3 separate regions of the Gasterosteus aculeatus genome follow, and regions 1 and 3 are each linked to region 2. The links are chromatin contacts, called in public Hi-C maps. All regions are on one chromosome and are shown on one strand. The core of a region is the stretch at or near the end of the contact, and the rest is flanking DNA. Distances in the headings are between cores, read along the strand shown. Region 1 overlaps cdkal1 (CDK5 regulatory subunit associated protein 1-like 1). Region 2 holds the start of sox4b (SRY-box transcription factor 4b). Region 3 holds the start of LOC120810090 (transcription factor E2F3).

Region 1 (2,700 bases), core at 36-2,535, 160 kb after region 2:
GCTGGTATGTAAACAACGGAGCAGAAGTGTGCTCGGGAAAGGAAGCACACACACGCACACACACACCCTCAGTGGCATTTTGAGAGGAAGAACTAAAAGCCAAATGTGAGTCAGAGGACTTACAGCAGTTAAACATTTTAACAGGCACAAGCCTGCTTTGGGTGTGTGTGTGTGTGTGTGAGAGAGAGAGGGGGAAGGGGGCGAGACTGCTGTGTGTAAAGACAACCAGACAATAACAAGGCCAGTGAGCAGAGCACATGGTCTGGGTGTGAATCTAAGTGTCCTACTGCCACCTATTGGCTGAAGGTGGAGCTGCTCTCCCCTCCCCCACACAGACACACATGGCCTTCATGTGAGAGAAAAGACAAAAAAGAGAGAGGGTCAGAGGAAGAGAAACGTTTGACAGAAGAAAAATGAGACTAGGGCAAATTAATGTTTAACGGAGAGAAACTGATATTAAGCCTATCACCTCCAAATCAACTTTAAAATCTGAGCGATACGTCACCTATTGCTCACTTCAAATCTTACTATTCTTCTATAACTTGTATTACTATAACATTTGCCATTTGTTACCTTCGCTGAACTTCACTCCTGTGCCCTGAAAGGGTCTCACACACACGCCTTCTCTGCTGTGACAAAACAAAATGAATGTTGTACTGTATCAACGTCACACCGTATCATTTATTGAGTACTTATTCATATAGTTTACATTTTATGTAGTCACCCTAAACTGTAGTTAAGACTGTGTATAGCATTGTAGATTTATTATAGAGCCCATTATAGAGTATAGGGAGGTACAATGGTGCTTTTAAATAGCGGCGCTGTGGTGAAGACTACACACGTTAGTTCTTAAGAGTCATCAACACCACTAAAACCACGTTCACAGCTCAAGATATACGACACATCGAGCAGTACAACGGAATACGGAACATTTAGTACCACTGAGATATATACCGCAACAGGGGGAGAATACTACAGTCAAAAAGTACGACGCTCACCAGAGGCTTTAATGTATTTTGATATCGTGGAGAGGGAAGAGGTGTGGAGACAAGTTCACAGAGGACAGAGCAGATGGTGTCTGCTGGATTTACACAATCTCTCTCACACACACACACACACACACACACACACACACACACACACACACACACACACACACACACACACACACACACACACACACACACACACACACACACACACACACACACACACACACACTGGTGACATAATAGCAGCATGCCAGGTGTGCAGTTGGTGGCCTGCAGTCTGGCATTGACTGGGAGTTGCGAGTGTGTGTTCGTGTGTATCCCGTGCTCCCTTTGTGTGAAACGGGGCCCCCTATTCACTCGTCTCCGCTGCCAGCTTGGCACTAAATCACAGGACGAGACGCAACACGCGCACAAACAAACACGCGTGCACGCGCACGCACCGCCCTGTGTTGCCTTTTTATCCAGCCCGCGGAGGGAGAATGAAAAGAGGGCAAACAAGAAGACAGCGGCAGAAAAGCGAGTGAAAGATGGCGGCAGTTAATTTGAACTTCTAGAGAAAGAGCCGAAGAAAAGATATTTAATATGCTCCCATAACGGGAAAGAAAGAAAGAAAAGAAGCAGTCTCTCCTTTCTTTACTGAGTCAGTGACTCCCGTCCAGTTAGCAGAAACTGAGACTGTTCACAGACACACGTGATAAAAGACACACACACACACACACACACACACACACACACACACACACACACACACACACACACACACACACACACACACACACACTGAGCAGCGGTAGAGGTGAGACTGCAGACGGGGCCCGAGGACACGCGGTGCCGGTGCGCGTGGGCCCTAAATACTCGTCTAGTGAGTGTATATGAAGCCGGTGGTCTGTTTGGTCTCAAGCTAGTGACAACAATGACGCAACCAATGGGATATTTACACGGAGACCAGGAGGGACAGAAGACGCAGCGAGACGGACAGCGGCCCGTCAGCGAGAAACAGACTGCAGGAGCTGAGGGATGATGCTGCATCTTAATTGCGGCCACTGTGATTGAGGAACAAAAACTGGTTCTCAATCACTCCACTGCAACCTGCCATGGCAGCAGAACAAGGAGGGTCCACCTACAACGCGTAGAGGCAGTCCAGCTGCCTGTGGATGAACGGGACGCATCAAGCCGGCAAACAGCGGACAAACCATCAGAACGCGTTGGGAGATTAACCTTTCTTTGGTATCCATACAGAAGCTACAATAAATAAAACCACCTACTACTTGTACGTTTTACATCAGAAAAAGCACAAGAAGATCAGATTAATAATAATACTGTACATGTGTTTATCTATTCATTCAAATGAGAAGTGGTGTCCAAACCTTTGACTGGTAGCGTGTATATATATATATATATATATATATATATATATATATATATATATATAGTATTATTAATACTAACAAGCCTAATACTATTAACATTGGCTTTGCCGCTATGGCACAGAGCCTCATTGTTACACCCAAACTAAATGAGGTTTTGATTAATGTTATTAATTACACCTCAATCTCAATCAAATGTCTACTGTGAACCCCCCCCCCCCCATTGAATTAACAACAAGTAACAAAGGGACGTGCATGGATCTGCAAAAGCTTCTAATTTCACTCAAAACGTTTTTTTAATTTAATGTTGTCCTATTGGAAAGTATTGAAGACAAACTAAA
Region 2 (2,700 bases), core at 125-2,624:
CCGCTGCTCCCGAAGACGTACACCCGCTTGGGCTTCTTGCCCTCCGGTATGAGCCTGGCCGCCGAGCACGAGGCCGACTTGGACTTGTAGAGAGAGTTGTGGTGGTGCTCCGGCGCGTGCTCGGAGGCAAACGGTGATGCTTTGGTGCTGTTGTTGTTGTTGCTGCTGTTGTTGTTGTTGTTGTTCCCGAAAAATGATTTGTGGGACTTGCTGCTGCTCGGTGATTTGGAGCCATTCTTCCTGGAAGAGGAGGATGTCTTCGTGCTGGTGTTGCTTGAGCTGCTGCTGCTGAGTTTCTCCCCCTTGTCCCCGCTTCCGCCCGGCTTGGAGGCGCTCGATTTGACCTTCTTCCTCGGGCGGTACTTGTAGTCGGGGTAGTCCGCCATGTGCTTGAGCCGGAGACGCTCCGCCTCTCGGATGAAGGGGATCTTGTCGCTGTCTCTGAGAAGCTTCCACCGCTTCCCCAGCCTCTTGGAGATCTCTGCGTTGTGCATGTCGGGGGACTGCTCCATGATCTTCCTCCTCTCGATCTGCGACCACACCATGAACGCGTTCATGGGCCGCTTGATGTGGCCGCTGGGCGTCTTGCACCACGCGGGGTTCTCCCCCAGCTTGTCCCCGGCGGTCGAAGAAGCCGCGGAGCCCGGGGAGAGGGGCGACGCGGCCGGGTCCAGGTCCATGCACGCCCCGGAGTCGGAGCTGGAATCTCCGGCGAAAAAGGAGAGCGCCTCGGCGGTGCTCTCCGCGTGGCTCATTTTCTGCACCATGCCGCCCAGCTACACGCACGGGGAGGGAGAGCAGCGTACTCGCTCTCCTTGGTCCTGCGATTCACTTTAAAAGCAAACTCAGCTCTTTTTCTCCCCCTCTTCAGTTTAAAAAATATATATAACAATTCACTCCCGGGATGCGCAGTAAACTCGGAACCGTTCAGTCCCGTGTAGCCTTAAAAGGCTGGATGTGTGAAAACAAAAACAAAAAGCAGTTTACTTTCCAGTTTCCAGGAGGTGATAATAAAAAAGACACAGACAGCACAGCCGCACTCTCCGCTGAGTGCACTGTTGTCTGCGCCTCCTCAGTCTCTCGCCTCTGTGTTATAAAGTCAAGTCAGCCGTGTGCAGGCTGAACATAGTCTGTGCGCTCGGGCAACTTCCCAAAAAAAAAGAGCTCCCAAAGCCTGCGGTGTGTGAGACGCGAGTGCTTTTCTCTGCATCAGCTCCGTTCCCTCTTCTCAGACTCAAAAGCCATGCGTGCTGGGGAGGAGAAAAAGACACCTGGAGTTACACAGTTCCACCTTCCATCTGTAGACCGAGTTTCAAGCAGCCCTCCAGTCTCGGTCCCACTTGCTGGTATTTATACTTCCTCACGAGCTACAACGGCGATAAAAATCCACCAATGGGAGTCTGTCACTACCCTGCCTTTGCGCCGAAGCCACGCCCCTCGCCGCTGATTGGCCCAAAATGGAATCTAATAATAATCAGCGCGTGCAATGAGGAGCCTCGTGTCTGACCTCATTCCAGAATACAACAAGAAACTTCAGTTTTTTTTAAAGAGACACCGGTTTATGTTATGGAAGCGCTTTTACCCCTCGCCAGCAGCTCGTGTGTTTACCGTTAACCAGCAGCTATACAGGAAGCTAAGTGTGCTTTACCACACGGGGACCTTTACGCGCAGAAGAGGTTGCGATGCCTGGATAGTACAGATATAGACCCTGGAAATTAACCCATTAACTCATTTTACGTGTTGTTGCTTATGAACGCTCCACACCCACATGTACTGAATAGAGAGAATGTGGAGACACAACACCTGCATTACCTATAATAAGTGAATAATGCAGTAATAATAGTGACAATAATACTATGAATAATAACCACTTAAATGAGCGGGCATTTACTGATCGCTTCCATTTTTAATTGTTTTTAGTAGGTGATTATCTGTCTACAGGTGGTCACTGATCGAGGTCGACACATTTGGAAACAACAACATGTTCAACAGTTAAGCCTCTCCGATAGAGCGCCTCATAAACAGAGCAACATCTCATGGAGACATCATGATCGTTTAGCTGGTGTGAGAAAAAGAACCAAGCTGTATATGCTTGACGCTGCCCCCCCTCTCTCTTTCTCTCTCTCTCTCTCTCTCTCTCTATGAGGTGGGGTTGGGCGGTCCTTTGTCACACAACATACAGAGAAGTGAGGCGAAGAAAAGCAGGTGGCGATGTGTGCAGATTGTCTCAGCGAGCAAACACATCCGCACCCTCACTAAACTGACACCGGGTGCAGTTTGCCGTGGAGTGACACAAACAAGAGCAGGTGACAGCAGAACGCACGGCAGTGCGCATTTCCGCAACGGCTCTCCATTTTACGCACGGATGAAGTGCCATTTCCAAGTTCGAAGTTCTAGCATTGGCAGAACAAACAAAACGATCATGACCGGCGTTGCCTATCAAACTTTATGGATTTCTTTCTGAGTCTTGATAACATGTAAAACTAGTGTTTATGAGCCTGGCATGCCAAATTTACACTAACCCCGTTAACATAATCATTATTATTATTTTTGTAGCTTTTGGTTCTAATACTTAATACTGACACAAGTTGCTTCTTCCGATCAAATGCATTACACCCCAAAAAATGATTCTTTCTTATTTCACTTTAAATCAGTAAATGAGATGGTGAGGAGGGAGGAGGGACAAGCAGACACACGGCG
Region 3 (2,700 bases), core at 194-2,693, 250 kb after region 2:
ACACCCCCGAACGCTGCTGAAACTATTCAGTGCGGTTTGTGCAGCTCGAGCACACAGGAAACGTGCAATCGGTTCCACGGCAACATAAACTAGTTTCACTTAAACTTGGTACGAAAGGGCACCGTAACGTCACACTTCATTTACAGATGTAGGGCACATAAAAAATAAAAAAAAAGATTAAGATCGAGGCCGCCAACGAGTAACGTTGTCCTCAAAAATCAATACTGCTAACGTTACTAGCCCTGAAAGCTAACCACACTTCTAAGCTTCATGCAAGTTGGCTTGACGGTTCAGAAAGGACCGAGACGCCTCTCGGGTGGCTGGTAAACGGCAGCGGGGCTTTAGCTCCCTGTAACACGGCGCACTTGCATGTTAAGCCACTCGGGTCGGTTAGTAAGCTAATAAACGAGGTAACTAAGGTCCAAGCAGCTCAACGCCCCCCCCCCCCCACCCCCCTACACCCTTCACCCCCAAATTAGGGCACCAACAGCAGCGACTAGGCCACCGCTAACGTTACTCATCTCTTACCAATATTTCCATTTGGCTGCAAAGGTGAAGCGGACTAAAAAAAGCGCCACCATGAAGTTAGCATAGCACGCTATTAGACATTTCTACGTTACTGCAAAAGCAAAACTAACTCAAAACTCTGCGTTTACATTCTTTGCGGTCAGCATAGCACCCAACTAACACAGTTGGGTAACTTAGCTAGCGGTGGTTAGTTAGCCCCCTCGCTATAGGGTCGAGGGGAATGCCCCGGCTAAGCAGCTAGCGCTAGCTGCCCGAACAACAAGCTCGGCTAGCCTAGCAAGCTAACGTCTTCGTCGCGTTTTTGCGGCTAGTTGTAGCATGTCAAACACGTTGAAACGAGCTGTGAAGAGTATTACCGGCGGTCTCCCCAGAGTGGGTCGTTGTCCTGTTCCGTTTGCGCCGGCTTGCTGTGGAGTTGTGTAAATGTTGTTTATCTGAGGTTCGGATAAACACACATTCGATGTCTGTGTAATGTTGCAAGGCGGTGGGGTGGTTATTATTTGGATATAGGTCGCGTTGGATTGACCGGCGTTCAGGCGATCCGTGAGAGCGGTTAAAATGATATTATTGTCCAGAGAGCCCCCGACCCCTGTTAAAATCACTTTGTCCGGAGCCGAGGAGATCCCTCTCCTCATCTTGCGTACTCGGGGTAACCCCTTTCTTGTCTCTGTACTTTCAAGCCCGTGTTCCTGCTAATCCTCCGAAATAGTCACAAAAATAATCAGACCGATGTAAGGATGACAGTCTGATGCATCGACTTTGGTAAAGTATTTTTTCTTCAGAAAGTGCATTTAGGCAGATGCAACGGATTAAAAAGTAGCGCAACTCTCGTCCCCCCGTCTAGAAATGGCTTCAGGAAACGGCCTGATGAATGAAGGGATACGGTTTACGCGCTCAAGAGCCCTCCCGCGAAACTCAGATTTCCCGGGAATTTTTCAAACATAATCTACATACGCGGCGCTATTGGTCTGTCGGAGGAGAGTCCCCGCCCTTATTTCAGCCCTCTTCGCCAATGGCGGTTCACTATTTGGTGCGCCACGTGTTCATTGGCAGATGTAAACAGGACGCGTCATCTGACGCGCCTTGCAAGTTCCCCGACAGGACGCTAAGTGACGCAAAAGACTTGATTGCTGGAGAGATATGTCGCAGACAAATGGTCAGATGTCCTCCATAACGTCCGGCCCTCTTTCTACGGATTGTTTTTTGTGCTCATTTGTACATCGGGGTGAAAGTATGATTGTTGGGCACTAAATTAAATGCTGACCTTCTTCTAAATAAAACGTTGCTTTGATTTCAGATCAGTTGGCAAAACCGGTTGACGACTAACGACTTAAATACTAAAAGCTCTTACCTCTTTTCCGCATGGTTGGTTCAATTTGAATGCGAATATAGTAATTATGCATATGTTTTGCACAGCTCCTTCCAGGGCCTGTAGGGCCTGTGTACTTCCTTCCTAATTTCTTGCAAGCCTACTTTTACACTGTTTTATGTTGGCTTCTGGTCGATACACATTTTCAATATCAGTTCATTGCATTGATGAAATCAAAGCTAATTGTGCTGTAAGTGAGCATAATGTTATATTCACTCATCAGAAGGGCAGCTTGACCAATGTATTTAAATTAAATGTATGTTTTACATTGCAAGAGAAGGCCTGCAGTGACCTGGTCTAATTGTAGAGCAGACCCACATAAGGCACAATAGAAAAGCATCTGCATGTTTTTGAAATTCAATTGGAACATACTATTTTTCCACACATCTCAATGTTTTGTTTGTATTCATTGTAGAAGGACTGCGAGAAAATACTGTTCTCCAGAATTGCCACCACAGACAGCCTGTTTATAATACTAAAAGTATATGAATATCAGGAATCAGGAAACATTTATTGCCATAATATGTCAGACATACAAGGAATTTGACTTGACAGTTGGTGCATAACAGCAGACAGTACGACAATGGACGACAAGACAACAGTGCACGAGGAATAAAATAAAATATAATGCTATGGGTTAGTAGTATGAGGCTATGGGTTAGTTTAAAAATAAAGGAATAAAAGTTAAAGTTACAAAGTTAAGAATATTCAAAAATTAAAAATAAAGTGCACCAGTGAACAGAAAGTGACAAGTGAAAGTGACGTGTGCAGTGAGAAAGAAAGTGACCGGTCAGTCAGTGAGG

What was found. Hi-C and Micro-C count contacts between places; a contact is called where the count stands out from the background.
Region 1: a Hi-C map of liver shows a contact between it and region 2, with 5 times the contacts expected there. The contact joins the enhancer-like site here to the promoter of sox4b in region 2. A contact is called at or near these places in 5 of 6 Hi-C or Micro-C datasets (liver, skeletal muscle, tail fin and 1 more).
Region 3: a contact with region 2 is called in a Hi-C map of skeletal muscle, with 2.4 times the contacts expected there. The contact joins the promoter of LOC120810090 here to the promoter of sox4b in region 2. A contact is called at or near these places in 2 of 6 Hi-C or Micro-C datasets (skeletal muscle and tail fin).

What each region holds. Positions count from the first base shown.
Region 1 is chr20:12,634,741-12,637,440 of fGasAcu3.hap1.1, reverse strand. The region is part of intron 8 of cdkal1 (CDK5 regulatory subunit associated protein 1-like 1); the gene reads right to left. Among protein-coding and RNA genes, the nearest start is that of cdkal1, 79 kb to the right of the region's middle. Within about 2 kb of position 1,285, at least 7 of the 9 cell types and tissues checked have open chromatin away from gene starts, as enhancers often do. A contact at or near this core is called in liver, where this site is marked.
Region 2 is chr20:12,797,517-12,800,216 of fGasAcu3.hap1.1, reverse strand. sox4b (SRY-box transcription factor 4b) reads right to left here and starts at 1,374. Exons shown (of 1, transcript XM_040165166.2): 1 at 1-1,374. The coding sequence starts at 767.
Region 3 is chr20:12,544,611-12,547,310 of fGasAcu3.hap1.1, reverse strand. LOC120810090 (transcription factor E2F3) reads right to left here and starts at 1,443. Exons shown (of 8, transcript XM_040164357.2): 1 at 885-1,443. The coding sequence starts at 1,163.